2 separate regions of the Muntiacus reevesi genome follow, and region 2 is linked to region 1. Evidence: chromatin contacts called from public Hi-C data. All regions are on one chromosome and are shown on one strand. Each heading gives the region's core, a stretch centred on a gene start, on an enhancer-like site or on the middle of the called end of the contact. The rest is flanking DNA. Distances are from core to core; before and after follow the strand shown. Region 1 holds the start of STK38L (serine/threonine kinase 38 like). Region 2 holds the start of FGFR1OP2 (FGFR1 oncogene partner 2).

Region 1 (6,025 bases), core at 2,973-5,472:
TGATTCATGTCAATGTATGACAAAAACCCCACTACAATAAAAAATAAATAAATAAAATCTGTTTTGCAATTTGTGTCTTACTGTAATAATATAAATACATTGAGCTCTAAATCCTGGATTTTGTTCTGCCAATTTTTTTCTTTCCCCATATTTTCCCATTAGGTTTTAAGCTTGTCAAGGTTTTCTACAATCTACCACACTCACACAAGGAGAGGATACTTATATTCATTAATAAAAACTGTGCCCCTAGAGCTCTACTTAATACTACAAGTACAGCTGATAAGGGCTCTGACAAAGGCCTGCATCTTGCAGGGAGGAAAGGACAGCTAAGTATCCATATGGTTAGTATGGTCTAACCATAATTTTTTCCCCTTATCTTTAAATCCAGTTTAAAGTGACTTCAATACCTAACCAACAAGTGCAAATCACTCCTGAAACTTCATAAATAAAATCAGTTGGACCATTCATTCAACAAAGCAGCATTTACACAGTAGGCTTGTACCGGGCCCAGTGCAATTCTAGAGTACCTTTTATTTCACAACCCCAAAGAGCTTTCAAAGTTGCCCTAACATAAAAGTATCAGTGACTGAACTTCTCTCATTTTATACCTGTACAACACTATTCAAAACACTGATTCAAGTGTTCAACACTATTCAGATTCACTGATTATAAATTTAGCTGTTGTGAAAATAAAAAATCAAAAGGGCTGCTGAGACTGACGTTCAATAATTAACTAAATTCCAACTTCCCAATTCAATCCAAAAAATACCCAGTGCCAAGTGGTTTTAAAAAATTACAAGCCAAAACATACAATGATTCAAACATTCCACTAGGCAAAGGAATTAACATAGTTACAGCTTCTCCCTTGTAAACCCTTGTGGGTCCTGCTACTAGGTAATGAATCAAATTTATCAAAACCCCACTCAAGGATTACACTTAATGTGCACCAAGAGCAATTTCTAAAAACGGAGTTAGTATCTAACATGCCAAAAATAACCTATTTACCTGGGTTTTCACCATTTTGGAGCTCTTTCTAGAAAACGGATCCCTAAATTTAGGTGTCAGGTGAATGCATTTTCCCAAACCAACATCATCAAAAGTGGGAGAAAAATCAAGGAGATTGGTTAAGCATAGGGATACAAGTCAGAATTCTTGGGTGGGAACCCCTGCTTTACCATTTTCTAGATACCTCAATTACTGTGTCTGCAAAATGGGAATAAAAACACCCACTCCACACAGTTGCTGTAAGGATTAAACTGAGGTAGATCAGCACCATAACAGTTTAGGAGCAAGCAGCATTATATAAAGTGTTTGCTTATGATGATCATCATATGACTAGATCATCTCAATCATCTACACAAATGCCTTTCCCTGATGAAAGCCTTCTTTAATTGGTCTAGTAGAATTTAACCCCTTCCTCCTTGGCTTCCCCACAAAATGGACTGTGTATTATAGTTATTTGGGAATATCTTCTTCCCATCAGGTTGAAGACAAAAGACCACAGTTCATCTGAGTGCACAGGGCTGCAAATGCTACCCACTGTTGCCCTTCGGTTCCCTCTCTCTAAAGGTTCTGAACAATAATACTGTGTCTATCAACTAGAAAACAGGTACCTGGAGAAAGGAGCTTTCGGTAATCAGCACACATCAGTACCGGACCTATCTGGGTAAACACTCTCTTAACACTTAAACAAAAATTTGGGGGGTGGGGAAGAAGGATTCACTTAATTATCTTTTAACTACTGACCAAGGTTATCTTTTTAAATTAATTTTTAAGATTTCTTATGCTTTAAAAGCTCTCTTATTATTTCATTCAAAAAGTCTATGGTTAAAAAAAAGTCTATGGTGTTTTTAATATAAATATACAGTAGCATAATTTCCACATATGTCAAGTCAACCTAATCATAACTTACCCATCTGCTAATTTTAATGTAATCTTGGGGTTGCTAGATGACAATATGCTTGCCTGATTCACCCTCCACTGTTTATGTAAAATAAAATCATTTTCACATTACATTGAGATGCAAAACTTTCTGGCTTTGATTTGTGCCCTTTTCCGTCTCTCAAAAAAGTGCCACACACATGCAAAAGAGCCTCCAACTTATCCCAGATCACTGGGAAAACACTTTATAAAGTGTTATCCAACTTCGCTAACATGATGCTGCAGCCCTAACTTTGAGAGGACATAACTTTTCTGAGAACAAATGGCTGAATTCATTTATTATCCCTTTCTACAAACTACGATTCTTCCTTTGTTTTTATAGTGTGTTACCTTTAGAAATTAATTTTTTCAGCATGAAAACTGCCGAGGACACCTTATTTGCACAAGTATTTCTGGTCTCCACTCTATGATTTATTTAAAAAGAAACTCAAAAACAAAAGACTAAAGAAGAATTGCACTCATTTAATGTGGTTTTTCTAAGTCTAATTTTTTTTTTCATTCTCCAGTGGCAGGGGCTTTCAAAGGATTACAAAGACAACACCCAATTTGTTTCTCATTCTAAACATATCCCAAGTAAATGGGGAATGTCATTAGCCATCTTAAAAAGGAGAACACCACAAACGCTAAGCCATATCAAACCAAATTTTAAAAAAAAAAAAGTTTTTTTAACATTATACTTCCTCTGAGATCAGAATCTTTTACAGAAAGGTACTTTGATGTTTCTATGCAATGAACAAATGTCATCATAATTTAACATCCTATTTTGGACGAATTTCTCTCCCCTCACATAGTGAGAAGAATGGTCAATTCACATACAACACCTCTCAGCCACTGGATAGACAGTACAATAAACTTAATTGCTTTATATATCCTGAGGCATACAAAGAAAAACCAAACACAAAGAGGCTTCCAGTATCTTATATACATTTATGACCTAGACAAAGAACTTTCAAAAACCTTCCCTCAGGAAGCAAAACTGGGCTTAAACAACAATAAACCCTGCCTTAAAGTAAGGAGACTTAACAAGTATAAGGCCTAACCCCGTCCCCTACTCACAGCCCCTGAAAAACCAAGTCTCACTCCCGGCTTACAGCTAGGAGGCATAAGTGAAACACTTACAGCTGTTTCCTCAGATTTTAGTAGTATTAAAGCTAATACTCAGGCCACCTTTTCCAAGCAATTGGCTTCTATCAAAACTTATCGCAAGTTGCGTGAAATAGACAGGAGCGGTGCCTTTGCATTTTCTCAAGTGAGGAACACCAGCATCATGCTTTCTGGACCAGCCCCTACTCCCTGCACCACCAGGTCTCCCCGCCCCCCTCCCCATTTCTTTTAATGTCTTTCCTCCAAATTCACAATCTGAAAAGCGGTCCCATAAAACAGAAGTAGTATCAGTAAACGGGAGGCCACTGATTTTGAAAATAAAGTTAGTTCTTCTGCTCTCTACCTGGCAACTTTTGAGGGTGAAATGTTTCCTTCCTCCATCGGACACAACCTTCTCTATTTTTACCCATGCCAAACAACCACTCGTTCGTCCTCCCGTAGTAAAGATGGGAAAAAAGGGAGTGGGAGAAAATGATGGCGAAAAGAAGGGTCTAGGATTCCAGCGGTAGGGTCCGATTTTGAGAGACCGGCTTTATACACTCCTTGGCTTCTGGGAGCTGGGCGGCTTTTACTGTGTCTATTTGAGAAATGTTTAGCAATCTGACGCATCAGTTTTTAGGAATGGTACACAAACAGCCCCCACAATCTAAGAGCCATGCCCCAAATCCTTCCCCTCGCTGGCATCGGCTGGAGGGCACGGGACGGGAGAGCAGGGGATACAGGGGAAGGTCCGCGACATTTGTTATTGTTTATGAAGCCCAGGCAGGGACAGGGAGCCCGAGGCTCGGGGGCCGCGGAGGGGAGAGGCCAGAGGAGCCAAGGAGGACAAAGATTCCTCCCCGGGCCCCAGGCCACCCCTCCGGACACCCGGGGCCAGTATCACCCCAAGAAACAAGAGGGCCAAGGCCGTCACCGGAGCTTCACCGGAGATATTTCCAGCCTCGAAATCAGCCCGGCTTTCCCTGGACACCCTAAGACACATGAGATCTTCTCCTGATCCGGCTCTCAGAGTTGGAGCCGGAGCGGCGAGTCGGACCCCTAGCCTCCTCCGCGAAGGAGCGCCGCATCAGCGCACTCACCTGCCTCCGGTCGCGCCCGCGGCCGGCTCAGCCTCCGCACGGACCGCAGCCGGCCCGGCGACCGTCTGCTCCCTCTGCCCGCTCCGCCCTCGCCCCGCCCCCGGGAGGTGGGACCCGCCGCCGCCGCCGCGCCGGAATCTCGGGGCGGCCTCCCTGAACTCTCGCGAGCCCTCCCTCCTCTGTTTCTAGGAGGCTCGGCCGGTCCCTGACGTCATACGCACCACATCCGGAAGTAGCCTTCTGTCGTCAACACAGGCACCCCCCCCCCCCACACACACACACGCGCCCCACCCACCTGCACCCGGTGAATTCCTGACTGGCCCTGAAGGAGTTGTTCGAAGAGTGACCGCCTCCCTTCCTCATCAGCCTCACCTCAGTTCCCTCCTCTCTGCTGAAAGCTAGTTCAGGCCACTCTTGAGTGACCCTGGGTGTTGCCACATTGGTCACGTGTCCTACATGTCGCCAGAGTTTTTCTTGATGCTTCACAATGCAAAGTGAGTGTTAAAGATAAAAGGGAGCTCAGAGATCATTTCAGTTATTTTTTTGGAACCTTTTGCAGAGTAGGAAAATGGTTAACAAAAATGGATTGGCTGATCATGTTGCCTAACTAGTTAGTAGGTCAGTGTTCCTTGACCCTTTTCCTTTTCCATCCTGACTCGACTGTAGAGACTTGAGAGGGATTCACATTTGGAAAAGCTACAGAAACACAAACAAAAAACCCTGCAGCATTCATGAAAAATTTGCTTGCATCATCTTGAAAAATCTAAAATAACTGACGTTACTGGGCTGCTGCTTGTTTAGGATCAGAGAACTATGAGGAAAATCACCTGTACTATGACTCAGAAAGGATGGCTTTGGGAAGGTGATGCATTTGAGTTTTTATTGAGCAAATCAAATAAGAGAATTGTCCCCAATTATCATTGACAAATTATGTTCTATCTGAATATTGGAGATTTTATAAAAAAAAGAATTTACTTTAGACTGTTAAGACAATATACAAAGCTAGTGCTGTGCTTGTGGAAAATGTAATTCAGAGATGACGACCATTATCTTTAGTTTTGCCCAGAGCAGGTGACACATAGGAAGAACTTAGGAAAGAATCTTAACATCACTTCTCTCTTTTTTTTTTAACACTCTCTTCTCTCTCATACATAGCTTGATTGTTGGAAAAAGCACTATGTGATCTGGTAATTACTGTGTTCTTGGAGAAATCATTTTCTTCTATATCATATGGTGATTTTGAGGCTCAAATGACAGTTGCCATATGCAAGCATTAGAAGTTTAACTGTGATCAAACACACTTAACAGAGGGCTGTACACTTCTCTCCCTCCACCACACACATATTAATTCAGGTGGGTAGGACTGAAAGCAGTTTATGGAGTATGCTCTAGCAAACTTATGTTTTCAAATGTGCCATGTTATTTTCATGGCACTAAGAGTTATGAACTAGTCTAGGGTATCAGACTAAGATAACATGAGGCAGGCTAGTTTCTAAACTGAAGGCATTCCTAACAAATTTCCCTAGGTGTTGAAGGTACCTGACCCGAATCAAATTAGAGCCAAGTGCTCTTTTGGAAGTTTGGTGAAATCTATAGACTCTTTTTCAGAATAGTGTTTTTAAATGCATAAAATAAGCTACCTAGGGTATAAAAGAAATTAATTACATTAATGTAAAGTTATTAAAATACTAAAACTGAGTTTTTTATATAGTTCTGATGTAGGCAGCTTCAAAGATGACTCTTAATAATCCTCACCTTCTGGTATTCCTTTCTTGTACAACCCCCTTCTCTTGAGCGTGGACTGGAACTAGTGACTTGGTTTTGCAAAGGAGTATACAGCAGAAATGATGAGATGTCACCTCCACGATTGGATTACAAAGGACTCTGGCTTCCATCTTGTT
Region 2 (5,951 bases), core at 2,837-5,336, 200 kb after region 1:
ACTGCATTTCAAACCAGCAGTAGAAAATAAGTGGAAGTATAAACAAAGATTATAAAAAATAACAAATTTCTAATATCTTCCCTCATAACCAATAGGAAGCCTAGCACTTATTTTAACCAGTCATCACAGTTAATCTGTAAGACTGTTAAAAACAAGAAAACAGGCCCCACCCAAATGGAGTCACTCATGCTATGCCCCACATCACCGAACCAAGACTTAACTTACAGTTTTGGCCTCTTCCAGAAATGGAACCTTAAACCACTCAATCAGGAATCACTGTGAGGTCATTTGCCTGACAGACCCCTGCCATCCCCTAAAGGAAAGTGACCTTGTCACATCCAACCTGCTTTTTGCTAGTATAACTTCCTTGTTCCTTTTCCTATAAAAGTGTCTCATTTTGTACAGCTCCTTGGAACTCCTTTCTGCTAGATGGGGTGCTGCCTGATTCATGAATTGTTGAACAAAGCCAAAAAGATTTTTAAAGTTCACTCAGTTGAATTTTGTTTTTTAACAAGACCAATTAGGCTTTTTGAAACTATAATTAACATCCACTTTAAAAAAAAAAAAACTCTCTAGATTGCATAATGAAATACTCCTATCAAAATGAACTACATTTAAAATCTGTTTTGTAACTATAAAAACTTATTTATTCAGGGAAAGTGTTAGCTGCTCAGTCGTGTCTGACTCTTTGTGACCCCATGGACTGCAGCCTGCCAGGCTCCTCTGTTCATGGGTTTCTCCAGGCAAGAATACTGGAGGTGGTGGCCATTCCCTTCTCCAGGGGATCTTCCCAACCCAGGGATCGAACCTAGGTCTCCTGCATTGCAGGCAGATTTTTTTACCAGCTGAGTCACCAGGAAAGCCCATTTCTATTCTGGGTAAGGAATTATAAAAAGCAGGTAATTAAAAGCATACTTTTATTAGCATTTTAGATAAACAGTGACATAAAATTTCTAAGAATCTGCATGTTTATTTCCTGTATGTGAAACCATACAAAAGTTTAAAATATTTCATAACATGCATTTACTTTGCCAGTTTTGGAAACCACTGTGCTTTTCTCCCTCTCACAGCCCTCCCTTTTCATTGGTAACTGCAGTGGGAGGAAGATTTGTTTTCCCATTCTCCAACAAGTTTTAAATTAAAAAAAAAAAAAAACTCCAATTAAAAAAAAGATATTTTCAATTTATCTATTTTTAAGTGTGTGTCTTAACTAGTCATACTTAACTAGTGTACTTACTTACATTATCTTCTACAGGTAGGTTCAGATTACAGGTAAAATTTTTTTAAAGCAGTTCCTGGTCCTACTCCCCTCCACCCCACCATGTTCAGCACATTCTCGCCCACTCTACCAACCAAAGACATTTGCAGTCAGACTCCTGGCAGAGCGTTCAGAACATTCTGCTGCTGATAAAAGAGAAACCACCACCCACCCAGGAAAGAAACTGCCAGCTGTTTACTTTGAGACTTTGGTTAAGAAAAATTTAAAGAAATTAAAATCACTCTTCTTTCTCCTTTATCCACAAATCCATTATCCTATAGCTGGAACCACAGAGAAATACTGTGATCACTGACATACCACAGATATGTCTATAAATGTCAACAACCTAGTTTGGTTAAAAATTTTTATTGTTTGGGCAGGTGCCTCTAAAGTTACTTTGGAGAAAATATTAACTGACACCCATGGAGGTACAAAAATGAAAGGCATAGTATGATTTTCTCAGAAATTTACAGAGATCAAGAAAGAAAACATGTAAATTACAAATTACGTACTTTTAAAAAGCACCTTACACACACATATCACTGTATTTGAAAGCACAAAAATTTCTGTCCTTGAAAATAATGGAATGAACACATTTAGAGTTTTATGAAGCAGCTTTTGGAAGAAAATGAATTTTTAAAGTTAGAAGAAACAGAATTTGAAAGCAAGGACACAGGTGAAGTTTTATTTTTTTTTAATTACATGTTTCCTTGGAATTGTGACTAAATGTAAGTTCATATACATGTATGTTCAAACAAGTATGACAATTTAAGAAGAAACTAATCTAACCTAAACCAGTTATTTCTAACCTATGGGCAAGGAATCATTGGAAGGGTGGCACAGATGTACATGCATTAAGCATGGTCTGTAGTCTAAATATTTCTCTCCTACCTATATATCCCACCATTTTTAATAGAGACTGCTAATAATAAAATACAAAATCATGTAAAAGCATAATAGTTTTGTGCCATGATGCACAATCTCAACTAACAGATATTAAAAATACAATTACTTGTGTATTAGTGGTACAGTATTCCTCATACTCAAAACTGGTCAGCGTTTTTAAAACTAATATAGAAGGTCCCTCTGGCTCTAAAATTCTATATTTTTTGAGAATGCTAAGGACTCCTACTTCTATGATGAAACTTCAGAACTATTATATTATAAATGGGGCTTCCCAGGTGGCTCAGTGGTTAAAGAATACACCTGCCAATGCAGGAGACTTGGGTTCAATCCCTCGGTCAGGAAGATTCCCCTAGAGTAGGAAATGGCAATCTGCTCCAGTATTCTTGCCTGGAAAATTTCAGAAACAGAGGAGACTGGGGGGCTATGTCCACGGGAGGACTAAGAGTCGGACACAACTGAACAACTAAGCATGCAAACGCACACATTACAAATAAGTATACACATGTTTACATTAATACAAATAATGCCTGCTATGTGCCAAGCAATGAATCAACTTTTGCTACAAAGATGAATAAGATGTGATTTCCAGACTCAAGCTCAAATTGGCAGGAGACAAGATACTTGAATAAACAATGTTATACAATCTAAAAAGTTCTGTAGAAATACTGTTTCAAGTGCTTTGGGAGAACAGTGGTACTATCAGTATCATCTGGGGGAGCCTGAGAAGACAATGGTCTATGAATTACATTTTTAGAGGTGGTTTTATAAAAAGGAAGAGGAAGCATTCAAGACAGATGGTACAGCACATACAAAGGCACTGTAAAAGTGCTTGGCGTGTTTGGACAAACAGCAGTCTGGCGTGAACGAATATTGTGGTACTGGCAATATAAAACAGAAAAGGTAAAAATGGATTGGGACAGACAGTAAAAAGCTCTATGTGATACGCTTAACAAATAGGACTTAATTCTGTCAGCGGTAAGGTTATTGAAAAAGTTTCAAGAAAGGATTGACATAAACAGATTTGTATTTCAGAATGGTAACCAGGGGAGGAGGATGGTGGGGAAATCATCTGGTTTTGAAAGAAGAAATAGCACAGTGCAATACAAGCGGAAATACAGTCAAGGATGAGCCTTGGGTTTCTAGTGCGGACAACTGGATGGACAACCAGTACTATTATCTGAGATCGGATACAGAAGAAAGGTAAGATGAAAACCAAGAAAAAGGTAGGATTCTTCAGAAGGCAGTTTAAAGACAGTTGGTTATCCGCGAAGAGAACTAGGAAAAGAGTCATATTTCTTGAAGGGTGGTTTCAAGAAAGGGAATGGTTCTTACGCAAAGAGGTAAATTGAAACCTGAAAAGGAACCCTCTTCCATCCCTGCCGACCACCCCCACCCCGCCCCGCCAACGGTGAGCTGCCAGGTGGGCTAGGCAGGAAGAAAACCGAGAACAGAGGTGTGTCCCCACGGGTCAGGGCCAAGGCTTTTCATCGAACTTTCTGCACCTGAGATCCGGAAAGAGGTGCTCAGAGCTGAGAATAGGAAGTGCCGCGCCTAGGAACCGGCAGCCGGTGGTTCAAGAGGTGGTGCAAAAGGGGAAAGCAAGCCTACGCCTCGCTACGCCCGCTCGTCTCCCTGGATTGAGATTTCACTTACTCTGGTCTCAATCCCTCGCAGCCGTCAGCTGTGGCGGTTAGGACTCAAAGCCTCTGCCAACGGGGACCTCTGCACCCAAGGGAAGAGACTCCTCCCGCCTGTCCAGCTTTCTCAGCGAGCAGACGCAGAACCCAGAACAGGCAATGCAGGGCTGGCTCCGGGGTTCCAGGTGCTCAGCCCCATCACTGGCAAGGAGAAAACCCCGGGCGACCGCCTCCGACCAGCGCTCTCAAAGCGCTTTAACCTCGCGAGACTTCCTTCATCGCGTAAAGGCGGGGGTTGGGGGGGGGGCAGACCTCCGCGATTTATTTGAGGCCTCTAGCTGACATGCGCAAGTAGTAGGGGCGGGCCACTTTACGTCCCGCCCCACTAGTCCGCACTTGGGCTTTTGCTCGGGCTCTCTCAAAGTCTCGCGAGTTTTGCTAGGGGAAACGGGCTGGGTGGAGAGACGGAGCAGGGGGATCTAGTGGGAGGCCCTTGCGCTTAGGGGGCCGTGGCTGGTTTAGCCGGTGCTGTGGTTGGTACTACGCTGTTGGGGAGGCTCTCAGGTCGACGGGATCAGTCTTCCCAATGGGTGACTGGGAAAATTAGCGGGTAGAAAATCTTAAGGGTCGGAGGCATTTTTTTTCCTTGGCTCCGCCCTCTTCCTGTTAGAGACCTGGGCGTCTGGCCCGCCGAGGGGGAAGGGCAGCTTAGCGGGGCTGTCGAAGAGTGTTTTGCGCACGCGCCAGTCCGAGTGTGTGAGTGTTTGTGTTCACGCGCAGGCGCGCGCGCGCTCCTGCCTTTAGGAAGGCTGGGAAGGACCGGTGTGCTAAGAGATGAGCGGGGAAAGCATAGTCCCCTGTCTTTGGTACCAGTCACTCCTGACTGTGCGCTGACCCTCCCCACCCAGCCAGCAGCCTTTTCCAGAGAGGCTGTGGTCCATAGCCTCTGTTCGTTTTCACTGCAGGACCAGGCACGAAAGTAAGCGAACCTCGATCGTGAGGTCTTCCCTATCCACTCACCTTGTACTTTCTACCCCCCACCTTCCAGCAGAGTGTGTCCAGGTTTCGCAAAGAAGACTTTTGCATGAAGGGGAAATGCGTTTGAAAGCAGTAGAGGAAAATAGGTAGATTGTAAAAAGTCAGTTCGTTTTGATGAGCACTTTTGCTCTGTTTACCATGTGCTTTTCGAATGTGGCTTGTCTATTCAGTATAAGATTTTCTTAGCGAAGCAAGGGAGTTGCTATAAGAAAAAGTTCTTGAAGTTCCTCCTCCTCACCAGCGTGATGGTAGCACCTAAGTTTTTCTGTTCTACATGATAAATTCACCGTGGTGTTTCATAAGCTAAGGGGGAGAACGTGAATTTGAGGTCCGTATCCTAATGCGAAGACCAGATATGCAATTATCTTAGGAGATGTTTGTTATGTTTTGGACTTCCCTTTGTTGTCACTCCTCTTTCCAGTTCATTCTTTCTGCCCCCCTACGCTTCTTCAGAAGTCTTGAGATTTTTTTGGAGGGAATCCCCAAAATACTGACTGACTTAAGTTTAGGGGTTTATATGTAATTGATGTCAATTAACAGTGATCATCAAAAATGTATTTGAAGAGTACTTGTCGTTTATTATGTTTGATATTGTGTAAGAGAAACAATTCAATTATTTGTAAAAATATTTTCTTCTGACAAGTTTAAGTGCATTCCAGAGCAAAAATGTGTGCATGGATTGCAACGTTGCCTGCTTCCGGTAGAATGACAGGTTAATATGGAGTAGCTCATCCCTTGAATTGATAGTTACTTTCTTGTCATGACCTCATTAAATCTTGTCCTTTGTTGGATAAATTTCATTGAATACTGATTATTAATGTTCCCTACCAAATCTTCTTGAGGAAAAGAGACAGTCATTAGAAATAATTTACGCGATTCAATGTTATATATAAGATGTTTGACTAATATATTTTATCCTTTGCAGGTTAAAACAAGATGAAGATTTTTTCTGAATCTCATAAAACAGTGTTTGTTGTGGATCACTGCCCTTACATGGCAGAGTCATGCAGACAACATGTCGAGTTTGATATGCTGGTGAAGAATAGGACGCAAGGAATCATCCCATTGGCCCCCATATCTAAATCGTTGTGGACTTGCTCAGTAGAATCTTC

What was found. A called contact is a pair of places that touch in the nucleus more often than the background predicts.
Region 2: a contact with region 1 is called in a Hi-C map of blood, with 1.8 times the contacts expected there. The contact joins the promoter of FGFR1OP2 here to the promoter of STK38L in region 1. A contact is called at or near these places in 2 of 3 Hi-C or Micro-C datasets (blood and muscle).

The regions. Positions count from the first base shown.
Region 1 is chr1:28,054,816-28,060,840 of mMunRee1.1, forward strand. It overlaps STK38L (serine/threonine kinase 38 like), which reads right to left and starts at 4,223. Exons shown (of 15, transcript XM_065940008.1): 1 at 4,125-4,223.
Region 2 is chr1:28,255,092-28,261,042 of mMunRee1.1, forward strand. FGFR1OP2 (FGFR1 oncogene partner 2) reads right to left here and starts at 4,087. Exons shown (of 7, transcript XM_065940012.1): 1 at 3,818-4,087. It overlaps INTS13 (integrator complex subunit 13), which reads left to right and starts at 4,251. Exons shown (of 17, transcript XM_065940010.1): 1 at 4,251-4,780; 2 at 5,765-5,951. The coding sequence starts at 5,776.